2 separate regions of the Macaca mulatta genome follow, and region 2 is linked to region 1. The links are chromatin contacts, called in public Hi-C maps. All regions are on one chromosome and are shown on one strand. The core of a region is the stretch at or near the end of the contact, and the rest is flanking DNA. Distances in the headings are between cores, read along the strand shown. Region 1 holds the start of IRF9 (interferon regulatory factor 9). Region 2 holds the start of DHRS1 (dehydrogenase/reductase 1).

Region 1 (7,298 bases), core at 2,153-4,652:
CAGTGAGTAGTCTGGGGAATAGAACAGCCCTACTTGGTGCTGGAGGAGCATGCAGGCTGGCAGCAGCCCCTCCCCAGGGGAATAGCTCCACCTTCCCTCCCTGCACCAGCCAGGGGACTTCTTCTCAGGTTTTCCTGTCACTCAGGCAAGTAGCTAGTATGTGATTGACCATGAGGCCTCAGGGTTTAATGACCAGGGGCTTGTAGTTTACTAGAAGGTCCCTTGAGATTGGGCCTCTGTTTGGCCCAATGAAATCAACGTCTCAATGTAGATTTCCAGGAGAGTGTATAGGGTGATATTTTTGGGAAGCAAGCTTTTTGGAGCCTGGCCAGGCATGTGGAATTCTCGCCACCTAGAAACCAGTGCCTTGGGCTATGGTAATGTGGGCACAGTTTGCTGTAAGCCCTGACTGACTAGATAATGCATGCACAGTCAAAGGTGGAAGACCTCGGGGCACAGGGCACAGGAGAAAGTCAGAAATGCCATGTACCTGGCTCTGGAGGAAGCAGAAACTCCAGGGACCTCTGATCCCCTTGAAAGGGGGCCTCAGTTGTGTCTGTACCTGGAAGGGAAGCAAAGGCACTGGTCATTCAGAGTGGGACTGGGGAGTCTTGGGCCAGAGGGTGTGGCATGGGGGACAACACAAGAGGCAGGGCAGGTGGTACCTTCCTGTGGCTCAGGGCTGCTGCTGCTGCTGCTCCCGATGTCTGAATGGAGTGCTCCCCCACTGGCCTCCTCCTCCTCCTGCAGACACAGTGTCTTTTTTTTTTTTTTCTTTTTTTGAGACAGAGTTTTGTTCTTGTTGCCCAGGCTGGAGTGCAATGGGGCAATCTCGGCTCACTGCAACCTCCGCCTCCTGGGTTCAAGCGATTCTCCTGCCTCAGCCTCCTGAGTAGCTGGGATTACAGGCAGATGCCACAACACCCAGCTAATTTTTGTATTTTTAGTAGAGACGGGGTTTCACCATGTTGGTCAAGGCTGGTTTCGAACTCCTGACCTCAGGTGATCTGCCCGCCTTGGCCTCCCAAGACACAGTGTCTTTCATTGGCCCACCTCTCCCTCTAGTTACTGTCCTGCCCTCAGGCCCGCCCAGTTCCCTTTCCATCTCTTACATTATTGAGGGATTCCTGGAGTACAGAGGGACTGAGTGTGCAGTTCTGCATGGCACCCTCTTCCTCCTTCCTCTCAGAGGACACAGAACTGTGCTGTCGCTTTGATGGTGATTTCTGAGTCCCTGGCTGGCCTGTGGAATTGTTGAGGGAGACAGAAAGGTCAGGGTCTTGAGCAGGGACAGAGGGTAAGGGAGAGGTCTGAGGCAGTGAAGAATGCGCAAGCCTAGGAAGGGAAACCTGGGTAGCAGCCCCCAAGGGCACGGACAAGGCAGAGCTATGAGAAGCCTGGGGGAAGCCCGCACATCTATCCTTCCTCCCCAGTCTGCTGAGTCTAGGAGTGGTTGGGCAAGGGGAAACCCACCAGAGAAGGTTCCTGGTGGCAGCAGCCGATACACCTTGTAGGGCTCAGCAACATCCATGCGGCCCCTGTTAGGAACCTCCTCAAATTCGGTACTCTTGTTGAGTGCACAGCGCAGGCGAGTCTTCCAGACAGCGGGGCCTCCTGTGTCCCCTTCCTTATACTTTCCCTTAAATATTGCCCAGGCCTAGGAAAGAAAGCAAGGGAAAAAGAGGCAGTGTGTTACAGGCTCCAGCTGCCCCTCCAACAGGACTGGCTTTATGGGCGTGCAGCTCTAAGCTCAGAAGGGATCATGCAGGGTCTGTGCTCTGTGTTGCCATCTTGAAATCCCCAGAATTTTTTTTTTTTTTTTTGAGACAGAGTCTCACTCTGTCGCCAGGCTGGAGTGCAGTGGTACGATCTCGGCTCACTACAGCCTCTGCCTCCCTGGTTCAAGCAATTCTCCTGCCTCAGCCTCCTGAGTAGCTGGGACTACAGGCATGCGCCGCCAGGCCCAGCTAATTTTTGTATTTTTAGTAGAGACGGGGTTTCACCATGTTGGCCAGGATGGTCTTGATCTCTTGACCTCGTGATCCACCCACCTTGGCCTCCCAGAGTGCTGGGATTACAGGCGTGAGCCACTGCGCCTGGCCAAAATCCCCAGAATTTTTGAACAAGGCCTCCACATTTTCATTTTGTACTGGACTCTGCAAATGATGCAGCTAGTTTTCCTCTCCAATGTCTCCCTTGTCTGAAACCCAGGTAGACGCAAGTGCTCGAGGGTGAGTGTACCAGTGTATACACCATCCCTCACGCAGAGGAACAGTGGTTTCCAAGCCCTTTCACCTTGAAGAAGGCAGCATCCTGGTCCTCTCGGAAGTCCTGCTTGCCTGCATGCTTCCAGGGAATCCGGAACATGGTCTTAGCTGTATCATCCCAGCACACTCCGGGGAACTGCCCGCTCTCCACTTGCTCCACCACCCAGTTCCGGAGTTTTCGGGTACAGCGTGCCCTGCCTGATGCCATTCTGGGGGATAAGAGGAGCAGGAAGCGTCAGAACTGACACTTTGGGAGGGAACATCTCCTGAGACCCTGGCCATTGAGACTAGATTCTGGCAACAGGTCCCAGAGATTCCATCCATTTTCTTTTAGCTCTAGACACATTTCAACACTCTATGAGACAGAATTGTTTCCTTTCTGCCATCACTAGCAATGACAAAAAACAAAAACAAAACAAAAACCCAAACATTGTTTTTAGCATTCTAAGCTGTGATACCTGGAAGGAAACCTTGGGCATTGGTCTTAATTTTAGGACTTTTCAGAAATGTATTGTTTAGGAAGTAATTCCTTTGGTGATCATTCCTGGTGAGAGGCCCTGTCTAGATTCCCGAGCATCAGCAGAGGCAGGCTCTGCTGAGATGCATCAGGCCCTTCACCCACTGCCCCACAGCCTACACAACCTAGCCTCTGACCCCCACCCCTCTGCCATCCCCAGGAGTAGGTGGGGCAGGAAGCAGGGGTGGGGGTGGAGCTGCAGCACAAGTGGGCAGGGCCAGACGGCAAGGAAACAAATGGTCCACTGAGGCTGGGGCAATGAGCCTTCTTCCCTGAACAATCCAGCAGGAGGTCCTTCTGACCTTTGCCTACAAGAGTCTGAGGTGCTGGCCTTTGTCAGTCTCATTCTCAGGCTGAATCTCCCACTTCCTGACTTAGAGGTCTTCTGTCTATCCCGCAGTCTAGCAGAGGGACCCCTAGAACCCCCTACCCCCAATCTGGCTGGACTTTCTAGCCCTAGATCCCAGGATGACTCCCATTCTTGGCTGATCTTACCTGAGTTGCTGTCCAGGCTGTTGCAGGGCTCAGACGACCTCAGCTTAACTCCTGGCTGGGCGGCTGATCTCTCCACCCCTTTCTACAGTCCCCACCCTAAGTTTCAGTTCTCCTCCAGGGAGGGCCTTTTCCCAGAAATCACGTGGTCTCAGAGTTGCAGGGAACTGGTGGCCACCAGGGGGCAGCAGCATCTAAGCATCTCACTATCAGGATGCCACTGTCGCAGCAGGGGGTCCTGCTCTACCGGCTCAGCTCCATCCTGGCTCATTCCCCTTCCTCCCTCAGATACTCTTGCTTGTATCTGACCTTCTCTGGGTGACACTGCGGCTTCCCCAGGGAGGCCAGTTTCCTGGAGTCAGGCTTGGGACCTCTGGATTGCTGTGTACACCTGTGCATCTGTGTTCCCCTACAGTGCCCACCTGATACATACTGGGTGACTTCAAATACCAGTCGAATTCGATGAAAGGAAGAAAGGAGGCAGGGAGGGAGGGAGCCCAGGCCACGTGGCTGGATGGGGAGGGCCTCCCTTGACCATCCAGGGTGTCAACTCCTTCCTGGTCCTGAGTCCAGGGAGGGTCAGGCACTAGGTTGCAGGGGGCCCTTTTCAGCAAAGCTCTGTTCACCCCACTCTTTCCCTGGTACCCCTAGATGGTGGCACCAGGAAGAAGGACCACCAAGAAGCCTGGGTGGTAAGATGCCTCTTTATTGGTGCTGGAGCTGTTCCTGAGGGAGTAGGCCATGGGACCCTCATCGGGACCCTTACTCTCAGCTACTTCCTCCTGCGGGGGATACTCTGTCCCAAGGGTACCTCTTCTGTCAGCTTCTGCAGGAGAGAGAAGGTAATGATATTAGGAGCCTGGAGCTCAGACACAGCCTGCACCAGGTGACTTCTGTAGGGTGGGGTCAGAGGTGAGGCTGGGTGGAGGCTATACCTGTAACAAGCGGGCCTGGTAGGCAGGGGGATCCTCTCCAGCCAAAGGCTGGGGGCGTACGTGTAGGTAGCGCTCAGTGGCCGTCTCCAGTTCTTCCACCTCATACAGGGTGGCTGGGTCCAGAGAGTGGGCATTGATGAGGCTCACAAGATACTCTTTGTAGTGTGCCCTGGGGAGAAAAGGGAGCAGAATATTTGTTCTGTTGACTAATATTAACTGAGTGTGTCAACATAGCTGGGCTCTGAGACACTTAGACGAACAAGATTAACAACCCCTGCCTGTGCCCACACTGCATGCTACTATCTATCCATGCCCTTGCCCAGAAAGCCTCCTCCCTTCTACCCACTGCGAGACCTACTGCTCCCAGGGACCCACTTTACTGCCTGGGCATGCCCTCACCACTTCTACCCACCGCCCAACACCATGCCCATGTCCTGCTGACACTCACTGGCACAGGCCAGCATAGCCAGCTGGAGTTTCCTTGCCACAAGCTTCATCCCTGAGCCCATTGGGAACCTCCTTCTGCTCCATTACTCGGCAGCCACCTGAAGGTGAGGGAAGAAGGGAGCCTCTGTTGGGAGGCCAATAACCACAAAGCTCCAGAACTGGGATACTCACAAGGTAGGGAAGGCAGCCTCCAAGGAAGGGACTGAGCACAGCAACTCCCGCTTTCCCAGTGGTGCTGGTGGGTACTCAGAGGTGCCATCAGCGGCAGACCATCTGATACAGAGGCAGGAACTTGTCCCTACTTTTATCCAAGCTGGCTTTTGGTTCATAAACACATACCCTCTTGAGATAGCTTTTTTTTTTTTTTGGTTGTTATTTATCTCTTGACTAGTTAACTTACTTATTCTGTGAAGGTCTTACCTCTTTTTTTTTTTTAAATAGAGACAGGGTCTCATTATGTTGTTCATGCTGGTCTCAAACTCCTGGGCTCAAGTAATCCTCTTGCCTTAGCCTCCCAAAGTGCTGGGATTACGGGTGTGAGCCACCACTCCTGGCTACCTCTGTTTTTTTTTTTTTTTTTTTTTTTTTGAGATGGAGTTTCACCCTTGTTGCCCAGGCTGGACTGGAGTGCAATGGCGCAATCTTGGCTCACTGCAATCTCGGCCTCCTTCCGGGTTCAAGCGATTCTCCTGCCTCAGCCACCCGGGTAGCTGGGATTACAGGTGCTTGCCACCACACCTGGCTAATTTTTTTTGTATTTTTAGTACAGACAGGGTTTCACCTTGTTGGCCAGGCTGGTCTCGAACTCCTGACCTCAGGTGATCCACCTGCCTTGGCCTCCCAAAGTGCTGGGATTATAGGCATGAGCCACTGCGCTTGGCCACCTTTTTTTTTTTTTTTTGAGTCTCACTGTTGCCCAGGCTGGAGTGCAGTGGTGCGATCTTGGCTCATTGCAAGCTCCGCCTCCCAGGTTCATGCCATTCTCCTGCCTCAGCCTCCTGAGCAGCTGGGACTACAGGCACCTGCCACCACGCCCGGCTAATTTTTTCTATTTTTTAGTAGAGACGGGGTTTCACTGTGTTAGCCAGGATGGTCTCCATCTCCTGACTTCATGATCCGCCCGCCTTGGCTTCCCAAAGTGTTGGGATTACAGGCATGAGCCACCGCACCTGGCAGGCCACCTCTATTTTTTTTTTTTTTTAATTTAAAGCCTACAGCACCTGGTATTCCCAGCCAATCTCTCATCCAAGTACTAACTAGGCCCGAACCTGCTTAGCCTCCAAGATCAGAAAAGATTAGTCACATTCAGGGTGGTATGGACTGTAGACTTGCCTCTGTCTACACTGTAGGAAGTGAAAGAGGTTAGAACCACACGTAACACCTTTCTGTTACCCTCATGGAATCTAAAACAGTGCCCTGCAACTAGCAGGTCTCATTAAACACTCATTGAGTTAATTAATGAATTATGATCATTTGAGAATGGGAGAAGAAAATTAGTATTAGTGCCTTCTTGGGTACCAGGTTATTTAAAGATGTCTTACGTAAAGTGGCTTAGCTGCAAGGTAGATACTACCCCTATTTTACAGCGGAAGAAACAAGGCCTGGAGTCTCAATTAACTTGCCAAAGGGCGTGCAACAAGTGGCCCCAGACCCAAGCCTCCCCTTTACCCATCATACAGTGGGAGCCCAGCACACCATCTCTTCTTCTCAAAGGCTTGTCCTAACACTCACCTCCAGGGACTGCCCGGGCCCCAGCTGGAGGCTCTGTATTAAACATGACATTATTGTCCTGAGGAGGAGAGACAGATGGGTGTTACATTCCCCTTGATGCCAGTCCCTGTTGCATTTCCTAGCATGAAGTCTTTTCCATTCTTGCCCACCCTGGGCCCAGTCTTCTTCTCTCCTGACCACCTCTGACCTGTAGCAGCTTCTGAAGCCGGAGAGCAGTCCAGTCCCGTAGGTAGAAGAGACAGTCTCGAGGGTGGTGGCCGTGCAGAGACTTTTTCACCCTGCAGTTAGGGTCTGGACATTTCTGGCAGAAACCCAGATGGGAGAGAGGAAGTTGGAGACTGTTGGGGTCCTGGCCTCTCAGGAACCCCTGCGTGAGGGGTGTATGGGTGAGGGGAGATGGAGACATTGGAGGAGCAAGCAAAGGGTAAGGGGATAGAGAGTTGTGCTTTACATCCCATTGACCTCTTCTCTTCCCCGGGGCCACTCCTCAATGGCCTCTGCCTCTCAAACCCAACGGAGGCCCCCACCCTTCCATCCCTTCGCCAACTCTCTGGGCTCACATTCTTGGCATAAAAGGCATTGTAGCAGCCGCTGCAGAACTGGTGGCGGCACTGGGTACAGTGAAAGTGCATGCAGCCTCCTCGGGCCAGGGCATATGAGAACTTGCATTTGGGGCAGTCTGCAAAGGACAAGAGATCAGGGCTGGAGCTGCCGCTGCAGCTCAAGGCCCTCAAGAAGAGAGCTGCTGGCAATGACAGGCTTCTGAGCAAACAGGCCAAGTGGGGCAGCCTTACCAATGCCGTTTTCCTGAAGATACATTGCTAGGCCCTGGGCCTGGTATTCTGGGTCATTCATGCGTTTCCAGTTCTGGAAGTCCTCACAGCTCCGACCTCGGTGCTGCTCCTCCCA
Region 2 (7,298 bases), core at 2,564-5,063, 140 kb before region 1:
AAACCTGCCCCTCCACTCTAACACCCAATGCATGAAACCACAGGGAAGCCCACCTTAGTCCTAAGCAGCAAAGGAAAAGAGCAGCTATGGCAACAGATCTAGCACTCATGTGGGCTTAGAGCCAAGTACCAGAGTCTGGGTGGGCCATGGAACCTCAAGCTGTAAACCTGAATGAAGCCTGTCTCTTGCTGGTCCTCATACCTGAGAGAAGTCAAAACAAATCCTCACTGGAAGATGGGCAAATTTATCCTAAGCTCTGGAAAACCTCAAGGAATAGCTTTTCAAGGGCAATGGCCAGCACAATGTCAAAGATATATAGAGGCAGACAGACCATAAAATAAGGTCCAATGATCAAGAATTAGAAACAGAACCAGCTCAGGTTTCCAACTCACCAGCTCAGGGGTAGTGACTGCATCCAGTAAGCGCTGCAAAGGGAAGTTGGCAATGGGATGTGCAGCCAGGGTCTGCAGCTGCCCCTGCAAGTGCTCCTCAAAGAGGCTCTGGAGCCTTGGGGGCTCCAACACCAGCAGGACCTGCTCCAGGAGTCTGGAGCTCGTCTGATCTCGGAGAAATAGCAGTAGGGGACTGGGGACAAGAAGGGCATCAGGCAGTCTTAACTCTATTTCATGCAAAATACAGTTGCACTACATCACCTCATTCATTTCACACAGCCCCACCAACTTTGATCCTGAGGCCCTGACCATACCTGCCATCTACTGAGGAACTGCGAGTACTCAGGTAGCCAATCACAGCATTGCAGAGATAAGCGCAAAACTCGGGAAGTTTGTGGTGTAAAACCTGTAAAGCCACTTGAAGACAGAAGCTGGAGATCTTATCAGTGATAAACACTGTGAAGAGAGGGCAGAAATAAAGCAGCTTTCTCAAACTCCAGACAACCTGCATAACCTCAAACTTTAGGCAACAAGATACAGGGCACTATGGACACAAAGGGACTATACGAAGTGCTTTGAACATCAAACCAGACCAGGTTTGAAAAGAAGAGGAATAACCTGACCAGAGGGCCTTGCTTGGTGGTAAAATCACCTCCAGAAAAGTAGATGGGAGACCCTCCTCCTACTTCCCTCCTTACCTGCAATGTCCTTCAGAAAGGAGGAGGTCAGGTCCTGAAGGCGATTTAAAAAGGTTTCAGGGACTTCAAAATCAGCTGGCTTACATTCCCGAGCTGGGGCCTTCTGTGCTTCTGAAGGAAGATTAAGAACATGTGCAGTGGGGAGATCACAAACTGTCACCCAGGAGAGAAAAATTCCATAGATGGACAAGGATTCCACTTGGAGATGCAGAACAGATGTAGTACAACTGAATGTCTCTTCTGTATGACAGAACTGAGACTACATTTCTGTCTTAATTTTTCTAAGAAACTTCAACCAGCTTCCCCATGGTCCACAGAAGACAGTTCAACCTCCTCAGTCAGGTAGTCAAGGCATTCCAAAATTAAGCCTCATTTAAACTCGCTAACTTTATTTCCCAGAGTTTTTCAAAATGTGGATCACAGCTCAAGACTGTATCATGAAATCAAGTTACTGGTCTCAACTAGCATTTTTTTTTTTTAATGAAATAGAACAAAATAAAGTTTTGAAAAAGAAAAAAAATAAAATAATAACAGAGTGGGCTGCATGTAGTAAGGGTATTCTTTCCTGAACTTTTGCTTGAGTCCAGTATGTATGTTACTTTTGCTTGAGTCCATTTAAATGTTAAGTCATGCTTAAAAAGAAAAATTTCTCCTCCTGTGTCCATTCTAATAGCCGTCCCCAAAACACAACTGTACATCCCTACCTCTGGGCCTCTGCACACACTAATCTTTGGCTTGCTAAGCCCTGTTCAGATTAGGACAGGTCAAGCTAATATTTCCAGGTCAAGCTCCCCCATGAAGACTTAGTCTTCTGTTTACTGTCTCCTTCTGAACTTTCTAAATTCTTCTTCCCCCTAGGTCCACTTTCCTCTTGTAATACTTACCAGATGATTGGAAACCACGGGGCCTGGCTCTCTCAGACTCCAGAATAGTCCCTCCTAACACCTGAAGCAGAGTTCTGACCACGAAGCTGCCATGTGTGTCTCCACAGTAGAAAAGAAAATCATCACACACCTCAGCGGCTAGTCCCAGGACCAGCTCCTCCAGGGTCTCCGTGGGACCATCCTTCCCATCCTCCCCTTCCTGCTCCTCCTCCTCCTCTGCAGCACTCCCCAGCAATCGAGGGAGCTGTAGCAAAGCACTTTGCAATACATGGACCCCGCATCGGTGACAGGCCACAGTGCGCAAGTTGGAGCGCAGAGCAGCCCATACGCGACAAAGCGGTTTCAAGGGACTGAATCCCAACAGTTCCTGCAGCATCTCACTGCCAGTCCTGTTAGTGGACAAAGCTAGGGCCTGAGTCTCTACTTCCTTCATAATATTGTGCACCATCAGATCTGGAAAAGTGAAGAAAAACACACTTTGAAGAGACTTAGTAGACAATATGGTTATGTACCCTTACTTAACCAAGGGTCGTGGGTGGGAGGCCGAGGAAGAGGACATGGGAATGAAACTAAGTCCCCACGCCCTGCCGACCCCAGAAAGTTTCCTTGCCTGCCCTGGATTTGATGCTCTTGGTCTAAACCCCGAAGTTGCTGCCTACCTCGTTCTTCCCCAGTCTCGGGAGCCTCTTTCAATGCTGACAGCGCCCGGCGGAAATATCCCAGAGCTTCGGGGCTCAGGTGCGGGTGCGAATCTGGAGGCGGCTCCGAGCGCCTATCCGGAGGCGGCCAGGGTTGCCGCTTACTGCGGGGTAAGGGGCGCCCCGACCCCTTGGCCCCGCGTCCCCGTTTGCCACCAGCTGGGAACCGGCGCCCCACCTTGTGTGGAGAGCGCGGACCCAGCCCCATGTGTGTTTCGGAACCTCTCCGGCTGCAAAAGTTTCCTTAGCTGTGGACGAACCTTCAACGTCGCCAAGCGTGTGCCCGGCCCAAACCAAGTTCAGAAACGCGGGCGCGCTCCTGACGCAGCTATTACGTCATAGTTACGCGCGGCCCCAGCCGGGTGGGGTGGGTGTTTCCCCCAGATCGCTCCGCCCCATCCTCAGGTTCTAACTTTGGCCCAGGACTCCGCCCCTCGACCCCAGCACAAAATCGCCCCGGGTCCTACTGTAGAATCAGTCCTTGAACACTTCCTCCACGTCGCCAGCTCAATCTGGGTCAGAACCCAGACTTCCACCGCAGCCCCGCAATTTGCCCCAGTAGTAGTCACTTCGTTCCGCCCCTGCGGCCGGAATTAAAGTTCTCGAACTACACGTGTATGGCGAGCTAGTCGGCGCGAGGACCTCAGCGGCAGCGCAGCTGGCAGGTAAGCGGCACACGCGCCTCACATTTAGGGCTTAGGATCTCCAGGCTTCGCGCTCATCCGGCCCGGAAGCTGCGCCTCTGGCTCAGCCGGACTGGGTCAGGCCAGGGAGCGGAGCCCCAGATAGCCCAGGACTCTGCTTGGACGCGCCCCGAGGGGCTGCCGCGCCAGATTCCCCCATCCAGGCAGCCACACTCAGAGGGTCGTAGTAGTTGTCCACCTCTGGACAGCCCCACTCAGCCCCTTCTTCACTCTCTGGGCCTCCCAAAAGACAGTCAGCCTTGTCCTCAGGCCCACACCCAGTTGTCCGCCTCTGACACCCTTACCCTTAGGCCCGCACCCAGTTGTCCGCCTCTGACTCCTCTCCCCTCAAAGGATTCTTACCTTGGCTCCTCCTCTTAGCCCTAGTGAGGCTCCCCCCTCCCCCCGACCCCCGCCCCAACACACACACAGTCTCCAGGCTTCCCTCAGAGCAAGTCTTTGCTTCCACAGACCTTCCTCCTTTGCCTGTGAGTCATGGCAGCTCCCATGAAGGGCAAAGTGTGTGTGGTGACTGGTGCCTCCAGGGGTATTGGCCGTGGCATTGCCTTGCAGCTCTGCAAAGCAGGTGCCACAGTTTACATCACTGGCCGCCATCTAGACACCCTTCGCGTTGCTGCTCAGGAGGTGAGTGCTTCCTCTGGGACCACAGTTGCAGAAACCACCCAAGAGAGCCTTCCACTTAACCGCTCCCTTTCCTAATCTCTTACCTGAAACTATACTACTACTCAACAAGATGTGAATATTTATTCAAAGTGGAAATTTAAAACCCCGTAAATAATTTCAGGTAAGGTAGAATTTTGCCGCCCAGTGAGTTTTATGAAAAAACTTTGTTTGAGCCAGGCATGGTGGCATGTGCCTATAGTCCCAGCAGCTACTCTGGAGGCTGAGGCAGGAGGATCGCTTGAGCCTAGGAGTTGAGCCATGATCATGCCACTGCACTCCAGTCTAGACGACAGAGGGAGACACTGTCTTAAAAAAAAAAAAAAAAAAAAAAGAAAAAAGAAAAGAAAGAAAAAGAAAAGAACTTTGTGTTTGAGAGCAGAGATTTTGGAATTGTAACTAAAGGGTTGTGGACCTGTGTTTTCCTCTATTTTAGGCAAGACTTTATTGAACTGTACATTTTTTGCTTATTTACTAGACTTCAGTTAAATAAATATTTGAGTATCCATGATTTGCTAGGCATTGGGTAAAGCACGGAAGTTACCAAGACTAATGAGATCTAATTTCTCCTCTTCAAAGATTCAGTCCATGGTGGAGTACAGTGGCTCATGCCTGGCGTCCCAGCCCTTTGGGAGGCCAAGGCAGCAAGATCACTTACCTGCAATGTCCTTCAGAAAGGAGGAGGTCAGGTCTTGAAGGCGATTTAAAAAGGTTTCAGGGACTTCAAAATCAGCTGGCTTACATTCCCGAGCTGGGGCCTTCTGTGCTTCTGAAGGAAGATTAAGAACATGTGCAGCCTTTTGGAGACCAGTCTGGGCAACACAGCTAGACCCAGTCTCTACAAAAAATATTTTTTGAATAATTAGCTGGGCACAGTGGCCTGCACCTGTAGTACCACCTACTTGGGAGGCTGAGGCAGGAGGATCATTTGAGCCCAGGAGTTCGAGGTTGCAGTGAGCTATGATTGCACCACTGCACTCCAGCCTGGGTGACAGTGAGATCTTGTCTCTTAAAAAAAAATAAAAATTAAAAATGAAGATAGATTCCAACAGGAAATGAAGTACAGAAAGCAGTCATTTCAATGTAATGTGAATATGGTAAATTGTAAGAGGGAGATATGCACAGAATACTCTAGGGGTGTTGGGGAGCATCCAGATGACACAGGAGAGTGGCTAGGGAAAGTGGTTTGGGAAAGCATCCTGGAGGAGGTAGGTGGTTCTTGAACTGAGTTTCGAAAGGTAAGAGGTAAAGGAAGTTAGGAAAACCTTTCCAACAGAGGGAGCTCCATAAGCATAGGGACAGTGTGTGAAAGAGTAGATGTTGAGATAATGCAAGGGAAGAGTAGTGAGTGAGAGGCTGGAGAGGAAAGAGTCGGTCTTAGAAGACCCTAGAAGAGAACTCAGGCTTCATTCTCTAAGAGATGGAGATCCAGTTAGGAGATTTTGAACAGGGTTTGTGTTTTAGATGGTTCGTACTGGCTGGATTATGAAGAATTAATTTAAGGCAGACAGACTGGAGGTCAGGTGAGTAGTTGGGAGGCATTGCAGTAGTTCAGGCAAGGAGGGTAATAGGGGAGGATCCATAAATTTGGAGAATAGGAGGATTGTTCTTGGATAAGGGACTCTTCTTCCTCTGAAGTTGGAGGTTTGTGGGCATTTGTAGAGAGTGAGACAGAACAGGAAGTAGAAATCATTCATGGCTGATAGCTTTGGTTTTTTCAGTTACCAAGCAGGAGCATTGGTGGAGCGAGGGTAAGAGAGCTGGGACTGAGCAGAGGTTCTAGGTGAGTGGTGAAGGGTGGGAGCTAAGGCCATGAGAGATGGAAAAGACCACAACAAGGAAAAGGATGCTTACTCATTTCTCAAGAACAGACTCCATGCCTCACTTGTTCTTACCCTCTACTTGCAAAGTACAATGCCTTGCATGGTACTTTGAGAAGTACATTAAGAAGAAGGAGTGAACACCAATGCTCTTTAGTCTCCACATCCTCACTCCACACCACATGGTGGGCCTCAGTAAATGTTTGTAGATTATTAAAACTTACATTGCAATTCACCTTGTTCTGGGGTGGGGAGGCCTATCATTCCTGAAACTACTCAAACAGACACCAGAGGGCAGCGTTGCCTGCCATGTTGCCTCTGCAGCTGGCTCTCCTAGGATTGTCTTCTCAGTGCTCAAGTCCACTTTTGGTTGAGGGAGTTTTGTCATGACTCACACCCGTGTGTGAATGTAAGCTCATATCCCCTGTCCTACTCCAGGCACAATCCCTCGGGGGCCGATGTGTGCCTGTGGTGTGCGATTCAAGCCAGGAGAGTGAAGTGCGAAGCCTGTTTGAGCAAGTGGATCGGGAACAGCAAGGGCATCTGGACGTGCTGGTCAACAACGCTTATGCAGGAGTCCAGGTACCCTTTGAACTTTGGTCCCAGCTCCACATTTCTGACCTCCCCATCTGATCCCTGCATCTTCATCCCCACTCATTGTCCCTTCCATTACCTAGCCCCTCACACCTCCCTGCCTTCAGATCATTCATCACCCTCCCTGTGCCTTCCAGACGATCCTGAACACCAGGAATAAGGCATTCTGGGAAACCCCTGCCTCCATGTGGGATGATATCAACAACGTTGGACTCAGGTCGGTGCTCCACTGCCAGGGCCCGTGTTCCCTCACTCACTTAGCCAGCTTAACAGCCAGGCCTTTCCTTACATGCCCTCTCCTTTTCCCTCTGGCCTCCCCCATCTCTTTCTTCTCCCTTCTGTTCCATTTATCCCACTTACCTCTGGAGAAGTTCCATCCAGGTGAGTCTGTTCCTGAGAATGTCAACTCTTGCCTTGTTTCTGTCAGTAATATTTATCAGAACAAGCCCTTGGCCTCTCTCCTGCCTCATTCTCTGCCCATCCAAATGAAAGACCCAGAAGGGAGAAAGCCTCCTCCTCTCAGTAATGCACACAGCCTGTAGTCTATACTTTCAAAATGGTTAGAGGGAGAAATTGTTTTATTTTAGACCAGGAGAAGCTTAAGAAGGAGTGAACACCAATGCTCTTTACTCTCCACATCCTCACTCCACACCCACAGGCAAGGGCACTCATGGGTCAGAGTTGGGAGAGCAGGGATATCACTGGGTCACACCGGGTCATGTAGCCCAAGAGTCAGATGAAACACAGCATTTAGAATTCGCCTAGCGTAATGTGCACCAGTTATGCCTCCGTTACTGTTGGAATGATGTTACGCTCTCATGTAATCAAGCCATGCCTGATGAATGTGA

The links. Hi-C and Micro-C count contacts between places; a contact is called where the count stands out from the background.
Region 2: a contact with region 1 is called in a Hi-C map of liver, with 2.8 times the contacts expected there. The contact joins the promoter of DHRS1 here to the promoter of IRF9 in region 1. A contact is called at or near these places in 2 of 14 Hi-C or Micro-C datasets (CD4 T cells and liver).

The regions. Positions count from the first base shown.
Region 1 is chr7:97,275,803-97,283,100 of T2T-MMU8v2.0, reverse strand. IRF9 (interferon regulatory factor 9) reads right to left here and starts at 3,402. Exons shown (of 9, transcript NM_001260669.1): 1 at 3,280-3,402; 2 at 2,296-2,476; 3 at 1,474-1,657; 4 at 1,113-1,243; 5 at 666-744; 6 at 491-562; 7 at 1-11. The coding sequence starts at 2,475. RNF31 (ring finger protein 31) reads right to left here. Exons shown (of 22, transcript XM_077940761.1): 16 at 7,184-7,298; 17 at 6,950-7,068; 18 at 6,577-6,690; 19 at 6,390-6,447; 20 at 4,660-4,756; 21 at 4,212-4,380; 22 at 3,963-4,102. The coding sequence ends at 4,049.
Region 2 is chr7:97,415,508-97,422,805 of T2T-MMU8v2.0, reverse strand. DHRS1 (dehydrogenase/reductase 1) reads left to right here and starts at 3,813. Exons shown (of 8, transcript NM_001194609.2): 1 at 3,813-4,000; 2 at 6,295-6,438; 3 at 6,588-6,667. The coding sequence starts at 3,851. It overlaps NOP9 (NOP9 nucleolar protein), which reads right to left and starts at 2,950. Exons shown (of 10, transcript NM_001266256.1): 1 at 2,634-2,950; 2 at 1,975-2,427; 3 at 1,091-1,201; 4 at 707-848; 5 at 393-585. The coding sequence starts at 2,880.